Regions from separate parts of the Danio rerio genome. Here region 1 is linked to region 2. Evidence: chromatin contacts called from public HiChIP or PLAC-seq data. All regions are on one chromosome and are shown on one strand. The core of a region is the stretch at or near the end of the contact, and the rest is flanking DNA. Distances in the headings are between cores, read along the strand shown.

Region 1 (5,567 bases), core at 2,946-5,445, 67 kb before region 2:
CGTGCTGTACATACTGTACTCACTGCCTGGGGCCGATAAATAGGACAGACGGTCATCGTGAAGGTCCAGGTCATCATCATGTGAACCGTCCGCCTGGAGAGAGAGAGAAAGATTATTTTTAAAATGTCTTGTAGAATATGAGAAATGAAGCGTGTGAAAAATGAGAAAATGTAGTATAGTATAGTGTTGCTCTTGTTCCCTTTCTTCTGTTTTTTTTGCTGGTTCAGTGTCGACACCTTGTGGTAAGTGTAAACTAAAAAATAAACAAAACTAATACTAGGACTGCTTTAATCAATCTGCCAGAGATTAGTATCGGCCGATAATCACATTTTATGACCTGATCAGTACTCGCTTACCTTGCTGATCACATAAAATAAGCGCAAGTGTTAGTTTACTGGTTTACAAGCAGAGAAAGATGCATTTTAACTTCTTATGAATCAAAAATGAGCTCCAGACTTTTTTTCTTCATTGATTTTAGGCATGTAGAATTCTTCCATCATTTGCAATGTTTCCAAATTGCATTGTTTGTCATTTTTCTGCCATTTTTTTTTATGTTTAATCAATTGTTTTCTGTAAAGCTGCTTCTGACCACGACATGTCCACACTAAATGGTTATAAAATGTGTTTAAGGGATTATATGCAACATCCTTCATTTACACTTTTATGAAAGGACAAAGCTACACTTGGGTATCGTACTTGGAGAGAAAATGTGCTTTATACAGTGTTATTCAAAGCTTGAAGTATCAGAATTAGTACTCGGTATCGGCTGATTACAAGGATAAGAAATCGGTACTCTGTTTCGGCTCCAAAAAACCTGATGGGAGCAACCCATAAAAAATACAAAGAATAATTCTGCACTTAATATTAAAACTACTTTTAAGCACAAATATATAATTTTTTAGCAGGGTATAGACCACAAATGTAAGGTTGACAGAATGTTAATTGCAGTATCTCAAATGTAGAAAGAAAATGTATTTAAATATAAAATGTAGATACAATATTGTTTCCCATGAAAATGTATTAAACAAAAAAAAACAAAAAAATAGAGAAATGCTGATTTCTTTAAAATTTGAACATTATTAACAATAACAGCAAATAATGTCTCAAATAGTATTACCTTAATAACTAAGTAATTAGTTCTTATGTTACTATAATCTTCAATCATTTTCATTAACATTTGTATTTACACTTTTAATCTATCTTCATCACATAAGTATTTTATTTTGTTTCGCCTTTTTAAATTTTAGTTAACAATATTAAAAATATGAAAATAAAAATACATTTTATTTTGCATATAAAATGAGAATGTATTTTTTCTCATCACAATATTATGACGTAAAGACTTAATTTTTATTTTTTCATAGAGTGAAAAGCATTTCAAGAAATCACTAAACATCACCATCAGAACACATGACTAAAACTAAACAGATGTTGATCAAATGAACCACACAGTGGTCAACATGAGTGCTGTGACCACAAGAACAGATGCGTGAGAAACACAAACTATGCTGTGTAAATACAAATATGGAATCAGACAAGCGGGAATGAACCCTGTCCCTGAATCCTGGAGCATCTGCTGTGAAATTGAATCATGGTGGAAAAGTTGAACGAGTTTCCTCACCTTGCCCTCTGAGACCCACACCAGCTGGTTCTGCTGCTGCTGAATGGTGTCCTTCAGTGCTCCATACCAGCCATCATTCATGTTATTCATGTTAATAGTGGCTAAAAGATAAAGGCAGGAAGAAAGACATAAAACAGAGGAAAAATTTAGTGTTTTTTTCTGAAGCCTCACTGCTCCTCACTGTCCATAGTATGAATCATCATTCACTTATCTGCTCATTAAGTCAAAGAGAGGTGGATGTTGGATGCTCATTCATTATGTAATCGTAGGGAGGGATCTTTTGCCCTGTTGCATTTACATTTATGACAGGCTTTATTCAAAGCTATTAAAAAATGAGGAATACTATAACACAACCGCCTTTAGAGAGTTCAGTCAGACGCCTCGTTCTTGTGACTGTCTTATTACATCCATAAAAGTTATGATAACATTAAATGCTGTAGCAGCCATGAAACATAATGTCATGTACCGTTTTATAAAAAATACTTATTTCTAAATATTATTATCAGCCACAGAATATTTCCATTCAAACAAAAGATGTCTTTCCCTCTCTCTCTCTCTCTGAGTGATAGTATGTTCATTAATGTTGTTAATGCAAGACATGGCGTAGTATGAAAGATGTCTGATCATTTTAGTGAACTGGTCCATTTGTAAACAGGATTAAATTTCACAGAAACATCTTTAATTTTTAACAATTGCCATTAGTAGGTCAATTTATCACCATTTTTGATTAGGCTATAAAACTACACAAATACAGTTCAAATATAATTTCTACATACAGTACACATACATATGTATAAAAGTACTTGTGTATACGTTAACAAAATGTCCCTTGCTCTTATCAGGTAATATTAAAAATTCATGCAAGTTTTTACTATTTTGAATAAAGTCTTATCTTGACAAAGTACGTCTACTACACCTTGTGTTTCAATGAACAGGTGTGCAATTCGTCAAATGGTTGAATCAGAATGTGAGCATAATATAACATATTTCCCATGCAAAGATTTGAGAGAAATAAAGAATCTTGACTGCATAAATGTGAATAGGTACCCATCTGTCCTTTTTTGTTCCATTAAATACCTAATAAATACAAAATAAATATAATCTAAAAGTCAATCTATTCACACCTCTATAGTTTTGTTTTTAATAAAGTGTATCACAATTGACATTCCTAACTCCATAGTTACTAAATGAATACCATCATCCTTAGGGCATAATGCTCTACTGAATGTGTCATTTTTTCCACACTAAAACATCTGTGTTTACCTGTGAAGAGATGATGGTTGTTCTTCCTCAGTTTGAGTGCGCGCTCGTGGAGTTTTCTGGCGCTTTTCCTGGACTCGGAACACAGTCTGGTCCTCATGTTCTTCACACCCTGCTTGCTGTCAGGATTTAAGAACACTACGATGGGATACCACTGAGCATAGTTCAGCCGATCCACTGCGTTAGGAGTAATGTCCAGCACTGCATGCTTATCCTGCACAGACGCAAACACAACACATATGCATATAATGTATGTATATATATCTATACTAACATAAATTAGTACACTCCATTTTAAAAATAAATATTGTATCCATTTCTTAGTGAATAAAGGTAATATATTTTGGTGCATTTAAACAAAACAGATTTATTGAAAGGATATATTTAATAAAATAATATTTTAGAAACCGGATATCTTTAGAAATAGAAAAATAATACATTTAAATTCATGCGAAATATTTTTTAAAAATTACAAACTACAAAATTTTTAAAAAATGTTACAAAAATAATAATAGTTTTAATTATTATTTAAAAGAATTTTATTTTAAAATATATTTATCGTTAATTATTTAGTTAGATTAGCTCCAGATTTGGCTTCAGTACTGACTAATCTAATGTAAATGCACAAATATAATATTGTAAAACTTCCTGTAGAAAATATTAATTTAAATGGGAGATTTGTGAAGGTAGTACTCATATATATTAAGCACTTATATACATATACATACCCATAAATACACACACACACACACACACATATATATATATATATATATATATATATATATATATATATATACACGCACACAGAGAAGATAACATCAATTAGGGTTCAACAGTGTTATTGACACTGGAATAAAAGAGTTTTGAATCTTTTCTGTTACATCGGGGACTGTTAGATGGTAAAAGATCATAGCATGGGTAAAGTACATTGGATGGGTTGCTAAAGATCCTTTTTGGCTCATTTAAAGAACATTTGCTTATAAAGAGTCTTTGAACTGGTAGGGTATTTTGAACCTATACATTTAATGGCAGTACAGTTAATATAATAATTAAATATAATAATATACTAAACTTTATAGAAAGGTTACTGTACCAGGTGGATAAACCATTCCTTGACACTTATATGTTTACTTTTACACAAATATGGACTGATAAAATACATACTTTTCTCATCAACTCCATAGAACCACAGTGCACATTTTTATTACATGCTGCACCAAATTCTACCAGAAGGAGGCAGTAGTGTTATACTGAAAAACTGTGGCTGACCACTTTGTATGTGTGCCAGTGTGTGTGTGTATGAGGGATCTCACCCGGTCGATTATCTGTTTGATAGTGTGAAGGCGTATGATCCCCGAGCTGCGCTGGTCAGTGCCGGCATCTCTAGGTTCACTCTCTACACAAGGAAATACAATCAATTTTAGCATCCAAATAAGCCTTCCTGTGCCCTCTGCCATGCAGTAAATAAGCACCTCCACCTCTCGAAAGCATACAGTGAGAAGGCAATTCAACATGGATGTGCACATGCGCCCGCATACACAATATATGAGCACCTGCAGACTGCTCAAGTTACGTGTGTAATCAATATGGTGCAATGCATTGATTCACTTTTGATGTGCAAATACGAATATTTTTTTATATAAAGTGAAAGGAGAACAGGAGCATCTGTACACCACAGTGACTAAAGAAGGAAAGAATATCTGAAAAACAACGAGGTCAATAGTAGGTAAAGATATACTTCGGCTTTTTTTAATGTATGCTATTTTGAATACGTGATGCATATATCAAATGCAAAATAGAAATTATTTGTACTTTTTGTTTTCATTTCGTCTAATTAAACAACTATTTAAGTAGGAGTATCACATTTAGTTCTTCAAAATGCTGATCACTATTCTTCCACTGTTGTGAAATGGACAACTTAAAATAAGCAAAAACATTTGCTAAAGCTACTAACAATTTTATTTGCTTTATCTGGCTCAAATGTATTATTAAATCCACCTCCGTGGTCAGCAAAAGCTTTATTAAACATAAGTAAATCATGATCATTTAGAATTAAGATCACATGAGTGTTTGAATTAAGATTGCATTTTTTGACTGATTACTTGTGCAGATTCAATACAACATCCATGCACTTTAAATTGCTTTTTGCATTTCTTAGTTTGTCCAAAACGTTTAAATTCTGAACAAAGCCAAAAAGAAATGGGGAAGATGGAGATAGAACAACTACTACAGCGATGACGACGACGGCCACTACAACTATGACAATTAATACTACAATTACTACTACTTTGATAACAACAACTACTTTTACAACGACAATGACGACTTAAACTACTATTATAACTAGTACTATGAATACGACTACTACTACTACGACGACTACTACAACAACTACGACTATGACTACTACTACTATGACAATGACAACTACTATTATGACGACTACCACTACGACAATGACTACTACTACAACTACATTGATAACAATTACAATGACGACTACTACTACTACAATGACTACTACCACAACAACAACTATGACTACTACTACTACGACAACGACTACTACGACAACAACAACAACGACTACTATGGCGACGACTACTACTAAGATGACAACGACTGACTACTACTACTATGACAACGACAACTACTACTACGACGACGACGACAATAACTACTA
Region 2 (6,149 bases), core at 900-3,399:
TGAATCTGAACTCAATATTGGCTGCAAAAATCCTGATCGGAGCATCCCTACCAAAAACCAAAGAACAAATGCTCACAACACTGTTGGCTATGCGCAGTGAATGCGCTGTGTGTATATATACAGTATATAATATACAGCTGTGTAATATACATCTAGTTATAAGCACAAACCAACCCATATCCTAAAACAACCAATGAACTAAAAGAACATGATTACATAATATTTTAGCAATTTTTAAATAAAGCAGCCCTGAATAAATGCTTATATAATTAACTATGAATTTATAAAAATGATGTAATTATAGTAAGCCAGTCTCTCCACATATAAATTTCACATAATTTCACTGAAATTCTTTAAATATGAACGCATCATGTTGCTTAAAATAACTGCTGTTACGGCTGCCCCGTTGTGTACTAGACCACTATTAATATGCTACAAACTTACTGGCTACAATACAGAAACTGAAGAGATGACACATGTAGAGGATCACACACACATTTTTGCTTTCTCCTGTCACATGCAGTGAAGATCTAAGCCTGCTCAGACAGTTCCAGAACACTGAAAGCCCAGTGGGGAGGACTGAGGGGAGTGGGCTAACAGTGGATGACAGTAGGGTACAGCCTAATTAAGTTCCCATTAGCTGAGCATTAAACTGCTATAAGAAGAATACATACAGTTGAAGTCAGAATTATTAGCGCCCCTGTTTATTTTTTACCCCAATTTCTGTTAAACTGGGAGAAGATTTTTTTTTCAACACATTTCTGAACATAATAGTTTTAATAGCTCATTTGTAATAACTGATTTCATTTATCTTTGCCATGATGACAGTAAATATTATTTTACTAGATATGTTTCAAGACACTTCTATACAGCTTAAAGTGACATTTAAAGGCTTAACTAGGCTAATTTGGTTAACTAGGCAGGATGGGCAAGTTGTTGTATAACAATGGTTTGTTCTGTAGACTATCAAAAAAATTTATATAGCTTATAGGGGCTAATAATTTATTTGACCTTATAATATTTTTTTAAAAATTAATAACTGTTTTTATTCTAGCTGAAATAAAACAAATAAGACTTTCTCCAGAAGAAAAAATATTATCAGACAAACTGAAAATTCCTTTGCTCTTTAAAACATCATCTAGCAATTATTATATTTTTAAAAGTCAAAAAGGGGGCTAATAATTCTGACTTCAACTGTATAATGTGTTTGACTGAAACTTAATTTTTGTTTCTAAAATTGCTAATGGCAGGAAGGTGGCAGCAGATGAAAAAATTACATCTAAATTACTTGATAAATTGGATGTTTATCAGACAAGATAGGGAAATTATTTGACATTTTTGGAGGATGAATAAGATCACTGTGGTAAAACGCACAGTAAAAGAGTAAATATCTTATTTGATTTATTTATGTATCATTATTATTGTGCTGCTATTTTTATTTTCTGTATGTGGGCTTTTTTATATCTTGAGTTCATATTATTTATCTGTATTACCAGTATTTATGATAGCAAAATTTAATTACTGTAACTGCCGATGTTGGAGAGTGGAGGGCAAAGGGGGTGTTAAAAGGATGTAAAAATGTTCTGTTAAACTATTGAAGAAGAAAAAAATGTTATCATTAAAAAACTACTGATAACATTTCTTTTAAAAACGAGAAGTTGTCATTTAGAGCACAAAATTTACATTTTATTAACACAAATGAACAAAAAGCTGCCATGGTTTCATATATGTAATCTGGAAGTAATTTCTATTTCACAATTGTTTCAGGACTTTCAATTTATCTGCCTATTGGGGAAATGACTAGGAAAAAACAAACAGCAGTCAACCATTTATTCTATAAACAAGTGTTTTTATGACTATACATAAAACTAATATAAGAAAATAGCAGTGTTCAACAGCAAGCTGCATAACAGGCTGTTGTTTTTACAGGTAAAATCAATAATAGTGAGTGAGACCGGAAATTTCAAGCCAATTAAGGTATCAATGGCTGCGCTTGCCCCGATGTTAAAGATTGACGTCAATAATAACTAGCAACACTAATAAGTAAAACTGATTATGTGAAACATTAACACACATCAACATATAGGCCCTGTAGTGGAGCTGCACCAGGAGCCCAGTGTTGCTACTCCTCACCATGGGAACCGTACAAGCTTTCCAACAACACAGACACACTTGAGTCTGATTGGCTGTGAGCGCCACACAAGACTTAGTAAACAGCACAGTGCACTGCCACATTTCAACGTTTACAGCTTTATCTTCAGAATTTTGTGCAAGAAAAAACTAGAGACCCAGATAAAGAAGCAAACATTCCCTCTCCATTCCTCTTTTCTAATATGTCTAGAGATATGTTTGTTCCCTGATGATTAAAAAAAAAAACTCTCAAAGAGGGCCAGAGGCTCCAGCGGTAATTAACATAACCTCTCCAAAGCAGAAATGGAGGACAAGAGCTTTCTCTCTCTCTGATTTGACTATGAATACAAGCTTGAGGGGCCTATTTATAGTATTAATACAAATCATTTTCTCTTGTATTTTGTGAGACAGACAGACAGGTGATGGAGAAATTATTTACCCTTCCTTCTTCAACGCCTTTATTTTCATGCAGATAGGACACTAGGTTAGTTCCATTAAGACTGAAATATTATTTTTCCCTGAAGTAGAGGGTGTTTATTTACTCGAGAACAAATATGGCATGATGTCAATCCAGAAAGTCAGATACTGTCTTAGAGGGTGTGAAAGTGAGACAGTCCAGTTTAACAAGAAAGTTGGATAAGAACAAACAGACATGATCAGTGCCATGACTAATCCTACAATCGTAACAGGACTCTGTTATAACGGAGAAATCTATTCCATTTAGAAAAAAAAAATGGGCAGTTAGGTCTCTCAATAAAAAAAACTCTATGATTATAAAAAATAATGTTAAAGCCACTTTAAATGCTCCTTAAAAAATCCCTACTAAAGTCCTAAATAAGCCACACATAGGAACTTAGTGAGCATGCAACACATGCGGTGTCATTGAAGATGTCCATAGAAGTTTTGTCTCCATAAGCTGTCTTAAGCCACACAGGTCTCCCTTGGGCATCTGGCGTGTTCATTCACTTAACTTTAACAAATAGTCCCAAATTGAGTATTAGTGTAGTATTATTAGTGTAGTCCTTTTCCCCTTCTCCCAAAAGACCTGATGAAGATGTAATTATCCACATGATTTTTTGTTGTTGTTGTTGTTCTTATATTGTGCTATCTCACAGAGAAAACAAAGATACTGGGACTGATAACTTAAAAAACAAAAAAAAACAAGGTCACCCAAGCTTATCCACACCTCAAACAGACATGATAAACTCTATGATATCTCCACCTAGAAAAACACAGCTACTGTAGTGTTCTGATGTAGACCTTCAGCTGCTGATATTCAGTGATAAACTGTCTGTAATTAAACCAATATCTTCAGGTGATTAAAAATATTAATTAATATTTTTAATAATTTAACAAGGGCTTCCTTCTTACAATAACATGCCTATTTTCATATATATATATATATATATATATATATATATGTGTGTGTGTGTGTGTGTGTGTGTGTATATATATATATATATATATATATATATATATATATATATATATATATATATATATATATATATATAATACGAAACAAAAACTGTTTCTAATTTATACAATACCAATATTGTGCATTAAATTGATCTAAAATGAGACATTTACAATTAAATGTAGTCATTTATTTAGCAAACGCTTACAATAAACAGCACTACTGTTGTTATTAAGAGTAATAAAAATTAGAAGTGTCCAGAGCACCAAATCAGCGCTATAAAAACAGATGCTAATGCTATAATCCTAAAACATAACAAAAATCTTCTTCAATTGTATTATTTCACATTATTGCTGATTTTTACGATGTTTTGATCATGATGTTGATAGAAATGCTCCAATAAAATAATGTAAATACACACCATGGCATTACATCATTACGTAAGCATTTCAGCTCACCGAAACTCACCAAACCTGAATGTCTGAGTGTGCAGTACGCATTCCTGTGTTTTCATACGCTTCTTAAACTGCACAGTGGAAGAGGAAGCACATTCGAGAGAACCATAAACATATAAATAAACACAATGTGCGGCATTGTAGTTTGTTTGGGAGCCACCTTATGGAAAAGACTCCGTGGGCGCTAGCTCGCTCGCTCTCTCCTTCACTCTCTCATAGTGTAAACAACCCAAAATCGCTTGTTTAATCACGAATATGCGTGCTTAACATAATAACTATAAAAAGTGTATACTTTTGTTATCTTTATATACAATATAGGACCGAGTTGTACTGGTAGTAACTTAGTAGCACTAGAAGTAACAGTAGTAGTAGTAGTAGTAGTAGTAGTAGCAGCCATGCACCTGCAAAATTCTAACTTACCCACAATTTTCAGCCAACAAACACAAGATTCCACTATAGGCTGTGCGCATACTTAATTGCCCCCAGAAAAAAATGGTATTAAATCTTTAATATTTTGAGGGGAAAAAATAAAATAAAAAAGAATTATTTTTACACCACTTTGTATTGGCAGAATGCCATAACATTAATCAACAGGTACCTTGAGAGCCCCAAACTCTTCCAGCTATTAGAACTCACAAAAATCCAAGAATGTTAAAGAGACAGTACATGGAAAAAATAATGCTATAACTTTTTTTTGTATACAATACAAAGGATCCTAGTTAGAATGACAGTCGATCACCATTGGCATTCCACATATAATCAAAGCAGTGAGCGAGATTCGTCCTGCCTCTAGTGTTCCTCTGATGATAGAAAGTCATATTTGAACCAACCCGGGATGGTAACATTAAACAATTTAACACATTTTCGACGAACTAACGTTACCCCTTTAAGACTGTGTCATTCGTGTGGATTACAGAAAAATAGGATACGGTCACGGGGAGAATGCGCCTTTTCACACATCTATTGCTCCCTAAATGGGTCAGGACTCGTGTCCCATCAAACTGTTTTGAAAAGTGCGTTTAGCAAAGTCATTTCCTACCTTATTTATTGCAGCCTTGGCAGACATTTTGATATCTTGTTGGCTCCCGGCGTAGCAAGTTTACTGTTAAATATCACTACAACCAAAACACAAAAAATAGTCCTCCTACGTCCTGCCCAGCAGCCGCCACAGCGCCGGGCAAAGCGGGTTTATTTCTTTTGACCGCCCAAAGACATGTCAACACAACTGAAATCCCGCAGTCCAAAGTTCATCATCTATTATTATTGCGCGTGAACATACACAAACTTCACAAGCTCCACGAACACACTACTGACGGTCTCTCTTTCGCTTTCGGATAAAATAAAAAATAAATAAGAATATATTGCTCTCCTAAAGCCGCGCCACAAAGTTTATTAATATCGGTGCGAACCGTCCCACAGCGGCAGAAGTTTCAAACAGATGGGCTCGATCCTCGCTTCTCTCCTCTCCCAGCAACAATCATGACATGTCTGACTGGGATGGACCATTACAGTTCCGCGGGGGTGATGGGGTGGAAACCGGGACGGTGTGAGCCGTATAACCACAGTCCCAGATACGTGGTGGTAACTCTATGTGTACACGCAGCTGTGTAAAGAGTTTATTTTCCGAGTTAAATGATACATGTGTCACTATTTTACATTAACTCACTGAAGTAAGATTAGAGTCGAAAAAACGCCCCTGCGCTTGATTTTTGTCTTGACCGGGGAGCGGATGGGATGGAGAGAGGGAAAAAAGGTGAAGTGGATTCAAGTTGTTTCTCGCTGCTTTACCTAGTAAAAAGTTTAAAAAGTAGAATTTAATTTCTGTATTTTATCAAAAAACATTTTTTTTCTAAAACAAAAAAGAACATTTTATTTAATTATTTAATTTTTAAATTTATTTCTGTATTTTAACCAAAAACGAAGAGTTTTTGTAAAACTGACCATGATAAAAATGTTATAACTATATAAAGTATAGTCATCATTTAATTTCTTCCTATACATTGCACTATAATGTTTGCATAATACAGAACCAGTTGAAAGAAGGGCAGTGGAAGGCAACTAAGCCCTTCACAAAAATACATATGCATGCTGCTCTTTTCCATTCTACATGATAACTACGCAAACTAAACTTTGATTTAATTTTACAG

Evidence for each region. HiChIP or PLAC-seq counts read pairs in DNA pulled down with a chosen protein or histone mark.
Region 1: an H3K4me3 HiChIP or PLAC-seq map of embryo shows a contact between it and region 2, with 2.5 times the contacts expected there. The contact joins two enhancer-like sites. A contact is called at or near these places in 1 of 18 Hi-C or Micro-C datasets (an unstated tissue) and 1 of 4 datasets of contacts at active chromatin or transcription factors (embryo).

The regions. Positions count from the first base shown.
Region 1 is chr7:31,148,714-31,154,280 of GRCz12tu, reverse strand. tjp1a (tight junction protein 1a) reads right to left here. Exons shown (of 28, transcript XM_073908610.1): 17 at 4,198-4,280; 18 at 2,885-3,095; 19 at 1,622-1,722; 20 at 1-93. Among named protein-coding and RNA genes, the nearest start is that of fam189a1, 27 kb to the left of the region's middle. Within about 2 kb of position 4,195, at least 4 of the 62 cell types and tissues checked have an H3K27ac peak or open chromatin away from gene starts, as enhancers often do.
Region 2 is chr7:31,079,266-31,085,414 of GRCz12tu, reverse strand. The region is part of intron 2 of tjp1a (tight junction protein 1a); the gene reads right to left. Among named protein-coding and RNA genes, the nearest start is that of fam189a1, 97 kb to the left of the region's middle. Within about 2 kb of position 2,149, at least 17 of the 62 cell types and tissues checked have an H3K27ac peak or open chromatin away from gene starts, as enhancers often do.